Regions from separate parts of the Zea mays genome. Here regions 2 and 3 are each linked to region 1. The links are chromatin contacts, called in public Hi-C maps. All regions are on one chromosome and are shown on one strand. The core of a region is the stretch at or near the end of the contact, and the rest is flanking DNA. Distances in the headings are between cores, read along the strand shown. Region 1 holds the start of LOC100216792 (Ethylene-insensitive protein 2). Region 2 holds the start of LOC103625964 (mitogen-activated protein kinase kinase kinase 1-like). Region 3 holds the start of LOC100278078.

The links. A called contact is a pair of places that touch in the nucleus more often than the background predicts.
Region 2: a Hi-C map of tassel shows a contact between it and region 1, with 2.0 times the contacts expected there. The contact joins the promoter of LOC103625964 here to the promoter of LOC100216792 in region 1. A contact is called at or near these places in 2 of 25 Hi-C or Micro-C datasets (ear and tassel).
Region 3: a Hi-C map of ear shows a contact between it and region 1, with 2.0 times the contacts expected there. The contact joins the promoter of LOC100278078 here to the promoter of LOC100216792 in region 1. A contact is called at or near these places in 2 of 25 Hi-C or Micro-C datasets (ear and leaf mesophyll).

The regions. Positions count from the first base shown.
Region 1 is chr5:12,863,114-12,867,259 of Zm-B73-REFERENCE-NAM-5.0, reverse strand. It overlaps LOC100216792 (Ethylene-insensitive protein 2), which reads left to right and starts at 2,000. Exons shown (of 8, transcript NM_001359500.1): 1 at 2,000-2,210; 2 at 2,402-2,456; 3 at 2,608-3,238. The coding sequence starts at 2,987. It overlaps lox5 (linoleate 9S-lipoxygenase5), which reads left to right. Exons shown (of 9, transcript NM_001112505.1): 7 at 1-248; 8 at 361-624; 9 at 714-1,699. The coding sequence ends at 1,500.
Region 2 is chr5:12,639,312-12,643,457 of Zm-B73-REFERENCE-NAM-5.0, reverse strand. It overlaps LOC103625964 (mitogen-activated protein kinase kinase kinase 1-like), which reads right to left and starts at 1,825. Exons shown (of 9, transcript NM_001301613.2): 1 at 607-1,825. The coding sequence starts at 1,745.
Region 3 is chr5:13,092,296-13,096,441 of Zm-B73-REFERENCE-NAM-5.0, reverse strand. It overlaps LOC100278078, which reads right to left and starts at 2,047. Exons shown (of 1, transcript NM_001151473.2): 1 at 1,371-2,047. The coding sequence starts at 1,947. The coding sequence ends at 1,603. LOC100216642 (a long non-coding RNA gene) reads right to left here and starts at 901. Exons shown (of 7, transcript XR_004849356.1): 1 at 1-901.

The DNA.
Region 1 (4,146 bases), core at 751-3,250:
GACGAGATCAACGAGCTGGAGGGGAACTTCATCTACGCCAGCAGGACCCTACTGTTCCTGAAGGACGATGGCACGCTGAAGCCCCTGGCCATCGAGCTGAGCCTGCCCCACCCTGACGGCCAGCAGCGCGGCGCGGTCAGCAAGGTGTACACCCCGGCTCACACCGGCGTCGAGGGCCACGTCTGGCAGCTCGCCAAGGCTTATGCCTGCGTAAACGACTCTGCCTGGCATCAGCTGATCAGCCACTGGTATAAGAAATGTTTCTGGTGCCTTTTTCTCTTTTTTTTTCCTTTTAATTAATTAATGTACATAGATAACTGAAGCACTAATCTTAATTGTGTGGCTTGCATTGCATTGCAGGCTGAACACGCACGCGGTGATCGAGCCGTTCGTAATCGCGACAAACCGGCAGCTCAGCGTGGTGCATCCCGTGCACAAGCTGCTGAGCCCGCACTACCGTGACACGCTGAACATCAACGCCCTGGCACGCCAGACACTCATCAACGCCGGCGGCGTCTTCGAGCGCACCGTGTTCCCTGCAAAGTACGCGCTGGGGATGTCGGCAGACGTGTACAAGAGCTGGAATTTCAACGAGCAGGCTCTCCCAGCAGATCTCGTCAAGAGGTACGTAGACAATACACTGAGGTGAGCAGCACTAAACGCCTATAGAAAACTGTTCGGTTCTTGACGTGGTTGTGGTTGCGTGCGTTCAGAGGTGTGGCTGTGCCGGACCAGTCAAGCCCATATGGTGTCCGACTGCTGATCAAGGACTACCCCTATGCCGTTGACGGGCTCGTCATCTGGTGGGCGATCGAGCGGTGGGTCAAGGAGTACCTGGACATCTACTACCCTAACGACGGCGAGCTCCAGCGTGACGTGGAGCTGCAGGCGTGGTGGAAGGAGGTGCGTGAGGAGGCGCACGGCGACCTCAAGGACCGAGACTGGTGGCCCAGGATGGACACCGTCCAGCAGCTGGCTAGGGCGTGCACGACCATCATCTGGGTGGCATCCGCGCTGCACGCGGCTGTCAACTTTGGGCAGTACCCATACGCCGGGTACCTCCCGAACCGGCCGACGGCCAGCCGGCGCCCGATGCCGGAGCCAGGCAGCCACGACTACAAGAAGCTGGGAGCGGGGCAGAAGGAGGCGGACATGGTGTTCATCCGCACCATCACCAGCCAGTTCCAGACCATCCTGGGCATCTCGCTCATCGAGATCCTCTCCAAGCACTCCTCCGACGAGGTGTACCTCGGCCAGCGTGACGAGCCTGATCGCTGGACGTCAGACGCCAAGGCGCTGGATGCGTTCAAAAGATTCGGGAGCCGGCTGGTGCAGATTGAGAATCGGATCAAGACGATGAACGACAGTCCGGACTTGAAGAACCGGAAGGGGCCTGTGGAAATGCCGTACATGCTGCTGTACCCCAACACGTCGGACGTTACCGGCGAGAAGGCCGAGGGGCTTACTGCCATGGGCATTCCCAACAGCATCTCCATATGAGCCTGGGCAGATTGTGTCTCGTAGTAAATTGTTGTGCTGCGCCGTGCGATGTGTTTCTTCATTGGTTTTGTCAGTCTCAGGGTAGGGGATGGAGATCATACCATGATCTTTGTAGGGTTGAGAGAGGAGTCCACGCTTGAATATTGTTGTCATGTATGTAATTCTTGGTTAATAATAAAGTTCGTCAGTTCATTTCTTAGCCTATCAGTCTCCAGCCAAAACTTATACTTCAAAAAAAAGTAATAGGCATTTGATTCCAATATGATAATAAAATAGGACTACTTTTTCCGTCCGTTCACGCATGTGAGTGTTGCCGGTTCCGAAGACGATGACACGGGTATTCGTTTTTGTCCCGGGCTTATTCCTTTATGCTGGATTGGTGGGTCGAAACGATTTCTAACCGGATTGCTTATCTAATTTGTATAAATTTTTATTAGCTCAAACGATTCCGGACGCAATCCAATACAAACGAACAAGCCGTCAGGTGTCATGGAGTACTGTACTCATGTGTACTGTATTCCTGATGCCGCCGCCCGCCGACTTTGGCGGTTTGCCGGCCCTGCGAATGCCACCGCTCTTCCTAGCTGGGGTCGTACACTCTCCACGCCTCCCACGTCTTACTGCTCACCGCCACCACCCCGCCGCCTCTATCTCGGTCTGCGACGCGTTGGCCCATCCCTGCTCCCCGCCATGGTCTCTCGCCCACCGAGGTATGTTCGAGGAGCAAATAAGATGAGGAGCCAGTTTTCTTCTTCCGTTCTTCTCTCGCATTAGCCAAGGAAGGCACCGTAGAAAGATCCCCAAAGCTTTCCAGAAATCCGCTTTCACGATCAGTAGGGCTCGCAGTTTTTTTTTCTTTCCTACAGCGCATTTCTCGGTCTTCACCTCGCTCCTGTTGTAGAGTTCTCGTGGCAGGGGAATTCCAAGCGGAAAAGGGGGGAATTCTGGAATAAAAGGTAACAGCTGAAAAAGGGGTTTGCCCCTTCGGAGGCATCCTTTATTTTTTATATAAGTTCTTTTGGGGTTTTATTACTACACTTTATTTGGAAGAGGATTCTGTCTGACTACTTGCTGCCTTCTATATGATATGTTCTGATCACGTTGCAGGTGGCTCGGTCTTAACTGTTGAGGTTTCAGTTGGGAGGAACTACGAAGACACCTCATCACTAGTTCATGGTTGCTTATACAGTGCTCTTATAATTTCCATAAGGGGCATACATGTTATCATCTTAGGCTCTTAGCCATAGTATGATAGCAGCCCACATCCCTGTAAGAATTATGTGGTGTAACTCTTTGTGAAGCAAGTTAAAGTCCACATCCCTTGGTTTTTACAGTGCTGTGGATGATCATCTTCTCTGAGGAGTGGCAATCGACTAATTGGATCGTAAAGAGAGTCAAGATGGCCTGAGTTTGGTTTACTGTTCGCTATTAAGCTTAGTGGTCTGGTGTCTTCCATACTTTCGCTGATTAACATTATTTCTGCACCATGAATAGTGTGCATAGTATAGAATCTCTGGCTGCTGGGGATGCTCAACATAAACTTTTCCAAACCCTTGGACCAACGCTCTTGATTTCGATGGCATATATTGACCTTGGAAAGTGGTTGGTAGCAGTGGATGCTGGATCTCGGTTCGGCTATGATCTTGTGCTACTGGTGCTGTTCTTCAATTTCTCAGCCATTTTATTCCAATATCTGTCAACGTGTATCGGCATGGTCACTGGGAAGAATCTTGCAGAGGTACGATTTACTGTGATCTTTCTTGTTCTTGCCGTTGCAGAGATAATTCGTGGAACTCTTGCCAGTCAATACAACCACTGTGCAGAGATCTCACTAATTTTAGTTGACATAGTAGTGCTTAGCATAACCTTGAAAATGTTGCGTTTCTTATGCAATTCATAACAATGATTTGGCATCTCATCTATGGTCTATGGACCTGGCACTTATCTTTGAGTAGACAAGGGCAGGCTTGGATTCTCAAGTTCTGAATGTTTGTCTCAGAATCTAAAAAGAAGCGTATCCCTTTCTGAGTGAAATATAATGTAACTTAGTTACTCTGTGCCTGTATTTACTTCTTACTGTTAAGATTATTTCTGGGTTGCTGGTGAGGACTTTAAAATATACAGTATTTTCTCACAATAACCTCGGTTTCATGGATATAATGACAGTACAGATAATAGGAAACTAAGGTATCATTTGTCTCTTATCTTTCAACAAGCAAACATGCATGTGTATTGCATTATCCGTTCCAATACATCTTGGAATCAGACTCTATACTTCGTTGGACATGCCCTATTTTAACTCAGTTACTCACATGTTGTGAGTTCGGGTCAAGGACGAGACAGTAAACTAATTTGGATTCTTATTCTAATTCATCACAACAGTAAACCAATTAGGATTCGTATCTCTAATTCATTACGTACTGCTACTCTCAGTAAAACCGGTTAGGAATTATGCTTGGGGAGTGGAGGGACAGACGGACCGGGGCATGAATGAAAATTACTTCTTTTAGTATTAGATGCAAATAAGAAACAAGGAGAACTGCCAACAATAAACTTTATAGCTTGGAGTTTAAGTTCTATCAATTTAGTGTTCTTTTCATTCTAAAGCCTTTTAAACTGTTTCCTGTGTAGTCTTTTGGAGATATC
Region 2 (4,146 bases), core at 576-3,075, 220 kb after region 1:
ATGAAAAACCATGCAAATTATAAATAGCAGTATCGGCATTTATTCAGAAAAACAATAAATCAAGTTACCAACATATGACAAATGTGGTGACTATTGATTGAGACAGGACAGACCAAGGGGCGACACTCTGCCTATTTTGATATGTCGGTCAGTGCATTCTTAGTGCTTTGCGCATAAAAGAGGTTACTAAAGAATCTATTGTTAACCACACCTTCGTCTTTTTAATGTGCCAGTTTGAAGTGTGCTCTCTATAAATAAAAAATATTCATTCCACAATGTGAAAACTTTGTGACCCATATTCCAATTTCCTTGCCAAGCTATGAAACCTTAGTTCGATTCACTACATATATACTAAATAAATTGCGAAAATATAGCGTCCTCTTCACTACCTAAAACATTACTGGAAGAAAACTCAGGCGCCAGATGGAAGAGCTGTTCAAGCTTGTTACAAAGGGCTATTTGGACTAAGTTTGAATAACAGGACAACTTATAAATATGCCATATTAGACCAAAGGATGTCGTATATTTTGCGGTGTCTGATGAGTAACAAAGTAACTATGCAAACAATTTGAGCTCAAAGTAATATTCAAAAGCACTGGCACTTACTCACTGATCCCCTCGTACACCATCCCAAATGAGCCGCTTCCCAGAAGAGCACCACGCATCCATGACTTAATCTTACGCTTGAACTTGCCATTCGGTGAGATGATGAACATGGCCTCCGTGGTTGTACTGGACGCATCATCATCATTTGTCGTTGACAATGAAGAAGTTCCAGTGAGCCCCTCGAAGGTCTCTCCTATCCTCAACTCTTTCAGCTCGCCCTCCACAGCTGCCACCCCATCCTCAGCCTCACTCTCTTCCTCTGTGTCCGAATTGCAACGAGTGTCCAAACGCTCTCCCGGTTCACTTCCCTGTTCCCTGGGAGCAAACGACTGCACAATGTCCCAAGCGGACCTAGTCATGTCATCGTCAACGAAGGACCTCCTCACCGGCGGAGGAGCGAGTGCACCAATTGGCGGAGGCGGGGAGAGTAAAGGCGGCCGTGCACCCCGTATCCCTACCTCCCCGCCTCCCCTCCTTGGCGAAGGCAGGGGCAAACCCCCGACGGGAGCCGCAACAGCAACGGCAGGGGCAGCCTTGGGTGACTCCTCGGGCGCCGCAACAGTAGCAGGAATGGGGGCAGGGACGAAGCGAGTCGGCTGAACATCAGGCGCCGAGACCACACGCGCAATTGGCGAGGGTTCGTCGGCGGGTGTGGACGGGTCGGGGTGGGAGCGCGGGAGGAGGTCGGAGTTAGACCGCGACTTGCGCGCCTCCCAGGCCGCGACGGGGATGGCGAAATCCTCGGGCCCCGAGAGCCCCAGGCTGCGGCAGAGTTCGTCGACCTCCCCCTCTACGCTCCCGCTGATCCGGAGGTCCGCTCCGGGGGCAACGTCTAGGGAGCGCGAAGGCTGGAGCCCCGGGCCCGGCGAACGCTGCTGATCCGCGGAGGACGAGGACGACCACGACGCGGCCACCGACACGGACGCCCCCGCGCCCGCCTCGTAGTCGACGCGCTTCACCGCGTTGCGGCGATCCAACCGCGGGCTCCGTCCGCGGCTCCCGCTCCCACTCCCGCTCCCGCCGCCGCCGCGGCTGCTGGAGTCCATGGAGGCGTCCGCCCCGCCGCGGCGGCGGCCGGAGGAGGAGGAGGGCGAGGGCGAGCCGGAGGAGGAGGACTGCTTACGGTTCCACGAGAACATCTGGATCCATACGAGGAGCGCAGCCCACACCTAGAACCAGAGCTCCATGCGAGCGCGTCAGAGCTCGGACTCGATTTCGCACTCGCTGTTGCGCCGCAGCATCGGGGAAGGATTTGGGGAGGAGCTCGGCTGCTTGCGGGAAGGGCTATGGCGTGTGCCGTACTGCCGTGGCGTAGTGGTGGGAAGTGAAAATTCCCTTTGCTACAATATACACATGAGGTTGCCTGCAGTTACGCATGGCCCAGTGGAAGGGACATGGAGGCAAGCGGCTGGCTGATCCTTGGGTGGGTTTAAGGAAGTGGCGGACGACTGTCCAGACGCGGGTTGACTACGACGACCAAGAGGTGGAGCATTAAAGAAGGGGGTCGAGCCGGACCCACTTAGGGCCCGGGCGTCAGTGGAAGAACACACAGTAAATGGCTGCCGTTGGCGTGGATGTGAGGTCAGTGTGCTGCCTGCCTGATCCTCCGCGCGGTCGAGTGTCAACGGCTATGGCGCGCACGGCGCACGGTTGCCGGTGAGGCAGGCAAGAACACTTGGAAGGAGCTGGCTGCCTGGCTCCGGCCTCCGGTACTGCGAATCTGCGATAGCACAGCAGACGCTACTCCGAATCCAACAAAGCCTTTGGATCGGAAAGCAGCACGTGGGGATTTTGGTTGAACAGGTGGCCTTAGACGTTTATCCATCATATTTCTCATCTTATCTTGTGTTTCGAACTAAACTCTGAGTTTATAATATAAGCATTGTTTCATATGATCATCTGTACGATCTGCTGGAGACAATCTTAAGGTCGAAAGTCTGCTAATTGTTACTATTTGCTATTAAGGAGGAAATCAGCTAATATCAATTTATTTGTGGCGCTATTAGATAAGCTATTATTGCAGCCATGTTTTGATCCTCCAGCTACTAATAGTTTATAGGGCTTAGTTTGATAAACCAATCAATAGGTTTTATGAGTTTGACAATTAGGATTTGTTTGGATTCACTAGCTGCTAACAGTTGGCAAGCTAATAGATCATAAGTACTGTTGGTAGATATTAGCTACTTTGATTTAACTAGTGCAATAGTTATTAGTTAGTCTGCTAGAGACCTCTCAAAACACCTCATTCAATTGGGTTGTACATGTCCTAAGAGAATGTATGGTACAACTCTGGTCTCTGAACCATTAGATCATAAATACAGTTAAAAAATAATAATTATAGAAAGTCATAAATAGACAAACTCTTTGTAGATAGTCCATTTCTTAATTTTTTTACTTAATTTTATAGAGATCTGTCATACGTCTTAATTAATGGGGTCCTATATGTCATAGGTAATATTGATTGGGAAACTTTCGCATGTAATATTGATTGGAGAACGGACCTGTCGCTGGCTGTGTTTCGTGCGCGAGAGACCGCCTGACGTTCTGCCTTCTCCGGCGTGGCCCGTACACTACGTACACATGCGTTTGTTTACGCGCTCGACAGCGACGCGCATGTGTTCCCGGCCCACCTGCGGAGGCGCCACGGCGATGCTGGCGCGATGCGCGAGCATCATGTTCGCGACAGCGCACGCCTCCCATGCATCCGGGCACCCGGCTCACTGTCTGTCTGAGTTGCTCGGAGTGAATTCTGGTGTGACGCGGGTGGCAGCTAGCACCGAGGTGACCGCACGTGGCAAGTCCATTGGCTCTCTGGAGTTGTTTACTCATGTGACGTTCCTGTCAGAGCCAGCTCTAAACACTCCTGTGACTGAGCGACGGTACGTCGTTTACCTCAACTAGCATAGTATGTTTATACTCGATCTTAGCTGGCCTTTGTGTGTATGCGAGGAGAGATCCAGATTGTATTGCTGTTCACAGCAGTGACTCCGGCGATGGTAAAGCTCCAGAGCCACCTAAGGGCTGAGGCCACTTCGCACTGTCAGAAATTCGGGTTACAATGGCACGCTCTTAAAAGAAATTCATGTTACAAATTCTCTTAACTGTGCTGTCGAACATTTTCTAGTGAACGACCTTAGCATGGTCGAGCGTAGATTTTGTCTAAGCGTTAATATCTCTACCGTAAAATAAACTATACATCCTAGATTTTAGATCTATCAACTAATCTGTAAATAAGCTATGAAAAGGTAAATCACATAACCAAAGGTAATGCTATAGATGTCAGATGTGGAAGCTTAATTGAGATGGAGATGCAAACTCTCAATGATGCGACGTTATTCTTTATCAAGGTATTAAGAAGCGCATAAGCTTCTTACTAATCCTTGTTGGAGCTCCACGCGAGGGCCAAACTCTCGGTCAGGGGTGTGGACTTTCTCCATGCACAAGTGGTGTTCCGCTTCTGGCGTCTCTCGGATGCAGTCTACCGTCTCCACTATCGACTTCCAAGTAAAACATCGTGGACCTTATTTTCTCGAGCACTGT
Region 3 (4,146 bases), core at 798-3,297, 230 kb before region 1:
AACAACTTACAGACTAACCTGCTTCGTCACACCGGTCGCCGAAGTGGAACTGTGGAAGGGAGATGTTAGAAACAAGCGGATACAATCAATTTGACTCAAGGGTAGCTGTATGTGCAATTCACTGATCGAAAACTGAATCCACGCCGTGCACTGGAATTGCCTCGCTCCACCAACACACGCACGCTCGGGTTGGTAGCAAGGCCGCCGGCAGGAGCAGGAACAACAGCGTTCGCGGAAAGGTTGCAGGGTCTCTGATGGAGTGCGGCACGAGGCTCCGGACCCCCGTCCCCCGGCCAACGCGAGCAAACTCGTGAAATGGAGGGGGCGACACAGACATGATTTAGGGGACGAGCGAGCAAGACGAGACAATAAAGAAGTGCAGGACTCCACCCAGAGGAGGAGGACCACAGCAGGGCGAGAGACGGCGCTGACGCCGCCCATCCCAGCATGAGACGCTACAACATTTCTCGGGCGGGGGGTCTGGAAGCTCGTGGTAGTGCCAGACCGGAGAGGGGCGGAGGGTTTGCGACGAGATTGACAGCGAGGATGGTGTGACTCTGGTGCCTGAGCGAAGGAGATTAGCGGGAACGACGGCTGACCCACGCAGGCGTGAGGTGCTTGACCGAGCCCACGATGACTGGCGGGGCAGCAGACGGGAGTGGGGGCGATGCGGGGGTGGTGGGCGCTGGTGCAGAATCGCTGGTGTGGATGGGGAACGGAGGCGACCAGCGTGGATGGCGATGGTGCGGATGGGGAACGGAGGCGACATGCGTGGACGGCGATGGTGCGGATGGGGAATGGAGGCGGCGGTGCGGACAACGAACGGAGGCGGCTGCAGGGAGGTGACGAAACCCTACAAGCGTGAGAAACGGAGAATTGGAGGGGCGGAGTGGCGACGGCTCGGCAGATCGGGGGGGGGGGGGGGTCGACGCACACGAGCCGTCGGATGATACAGACGGTACCGATTCAGAACCATGGTGCACGGGTGGTCTACATTAGAGTCCTATAGAGTAGTAGAGATTTGAGGTGAGAAAAGAAGAATGACATATATTGTAATTTCTATTTACATAACCATGGATAGTGGGTCTTTTGCCAAAATAATCTCAAATAAGCTACTCTTGAGGAGATTATATGAGATTATTGTAATCTGGACTTTAGATTATATAATCTAAATATATAATCTAGTGTTTGTTTACCTGTTGAATTATTTGCGCTGGATTATATAATCTAGAGAGATTATAATCTGAAATAAACATGACCTAAATAAGATTAAAATGGAAGGACTAATCTTTAGTTCCTCGAACTAAATGGAGCCTAATAAATTTTCCTTGCTACCAATATATCGTACAATAAAAATACTGCAACGAGGATTAATGCCTGATGTCCTAGCCTCGTACCACTCCTGTGTACAATTAGGTAGCAATGCAGCCAGACCCGGCTGTTCTAATTACACACAAACTTTGCATACGCTGATAAGAAGCCTGCAGTAATGAATTGCCTAGACAAACGCTAGTAGTATTACTATAATAGTACAGCAGCACAGCACAGTACTAGTACGCAGAGCAGGCTACTAGGGTAGTACTACCACAATGCACAATGACGCTATTTGGCCTCGCTCGTCTTGGACGCCCCCTGCTCCGGCGGCGGCAGCCCGCTGTCGAGGCAGCTCCGGCAGCGCCTCTCCACCCAGCCTTCCTCGTCGTGGTACTGGGCGCTCGGCACGACGTGCCGCCCGCCACAGACCCGCGCGAGGACGCCCGCCAGCACGGCGGCGAGCACGATCGCGGCCACGATCACCACCAGCGTCTCCACCGACCTCACCGTGGCCGCGGGCCGCGCCGCCCCCTGCCACGGAGCTCGCCGCTCGTACGATGCCGCGCTGGCGGCCCCCTCCTGCAGCGACCTCCTCACGCTCGGCCACGGCAACGGCACCGGCACCGTCGCCATGGTCTCCCACCACCGCGGCAGCACAGCACCCCCGTCGCGCTCGCGCGCACTGCAGGGCAGAGCTAAGAGCTGTGTCTGCCTGCCGCCGCTTCTCGCCCTCGCCGACGCCGCCGTTATGTGGCTGCTTATAAGGAGAGAGCGGAGAGGGGAGGGGCCATGCGCGCGGCGGACAAAAGAGGAGTCGTATGTTGATCAACAGCGGCGAGTCCTTTGTGCGGTGTCAGTGTGTGTTCGAGCGTGACACTCGGCTCGCTGCCGGCCGCTGCGAGCCGCTTCCCGCAAGAGACCAGGAGGAGTACGACTCGTATTAGGTTAGGCGACCGTTGCCTCGCATGCAATGATTTTTGAAACGACGTTGGCGTCCCTTTCGTTCTCTCCCTCGCCTCGCCTCGCCTCGCCTGGGAAACCGCCGTGAGTCCGTGCCGTGACCCGTGACCGCGCGGCGGCACCGCGGCAGCATTTCGGACGCGGGCAGGCGGGTGCGCGTCGTTTCGGCGCTGTGCGCGCGGGACCGCGGGGGCGCGCTGCTGCGGCTTTTGACCGGTCGAGCTCAGAGCTCGGTTCAGTGGCTGGAGGCAGGCAGGCAGAGGCGTAGTACGTGACACCAACCGGTCATTGGTGTCGTCTTGCAGCTGCGCGGCGCAGAGCTGTGCCTGTGCGGTCGCAAAACGGCAGGCGTCCCTACCACCAGACTCGAGAACAGAGCTGGGAGACGGGGAGAGATGGCGGCAATGTGTTCTCGATTATAACAATCGAACCAGCTGGATTTGCGTAAAAAGGAGGGGTGGTAGTGACTTGGATCGGCGATCTTCCAAACACAGTGGCTGCAGCAAGCCAGCAACGGCCGCTGCGTGAGCTGCAGCGAATAGATCCAGGCGTTATACGGTAATCCTGAATTGAATTAGAGGAATACGTAGATTGGTAGAAATCTATTCCGTTGTTATATCTATTGTTAGGATTCTAGATTTTTGACAGTGAATCTAGTTCAGAAAGCTCGAACCAAACATACTCTAGACATCGTGAGAGAGAGGGAGAGTTTGAAAGGATAACTTAGAACAAACAAAAGTTCAGGTCATTTATCTCGGTAAAATAAAAGGAGTTCAGTTTATTTGCTGATCAACTTTGTTTGAGAGAACAGTTACCGGCCAATTGAGCAGGAGTGTGTAACTCAGCAGTACAGGGAATCACCCTTTTTATGCCAAAATTGCCGCTGGCATGGTAGCACTTAGTGCTGGGAATATGGCCCGGGCTTGGACCAGCACGAGCACGGCCCGAAAATATGAGCCCAAAGCATGGCCCGGCACGAAATAATTTGGGCCGGGCTAGCACGGCCCGAAGGCGGGCTTGGGCCGCGCCTCAATTTTCAGCCCGTCGGGTCCCCAGCACGGCCCGCATAGATGGGCCGGGCTTGGGCCGGCATGGCCCAATTAAACCCAAACTATTTAATTTCTTTAATTTAGTAAGATATCGACTTTATATTGTTGTTATATTTTAGAGTTTATGTGGTCAAATAATGCTAGAATTGTTTAATATCTTTAATTTAGTAAGTTATGAACTTTATATGGTTGTAATATTTTGATTTTATGTGGTCAAATACACGGGCCGGGCTTGGGCTGGCACGGCCCAAAGAAGGCACGACGTGGTTTAGGACCGGGCTGGGCCACAGTTTTTTATACTTTGGGCTGACACGATACAGCCCAAAAATTATTTGGGCTTTGCTAGCCCGAACCCGTTTAGCACGAAGCACGATGGGCTTAGGCCGGGTTGGCCCGACCCGGCCCAATTCCCAGCACTACTAGCACTTATATGGCTATACCACTGGTAGCGCGGCAGGTACGGCACTCCCCAAGGCCATTTCTCTCTATCGTAAATCTTACGGTTGTGTGCACAGGTGAGCTGTGAGCATGCACGTCCTGACACACGTTTGCACTTGTTTAGAGAAATGCTACCGTGCGTACCTGCACCTATACGATCTGAACCGTCGATTTCGGTCTGAGACGACCCCGATGACCCGTCCTCTCTAGAAGCATGGAAGTATGTATGATTGAATGTATATATTCACTATCCGACAAAGGGTAGTAGGAGTGGCTGTTCTTTGCCTCTGCGAAACGTGACGAGGGCACGCGCCGCTGTGGTCCCCAAAACCCGAGCTGCCACCTCGCCACGAGACAGCAGCACCGAACCCTCCCGACGCGTCGC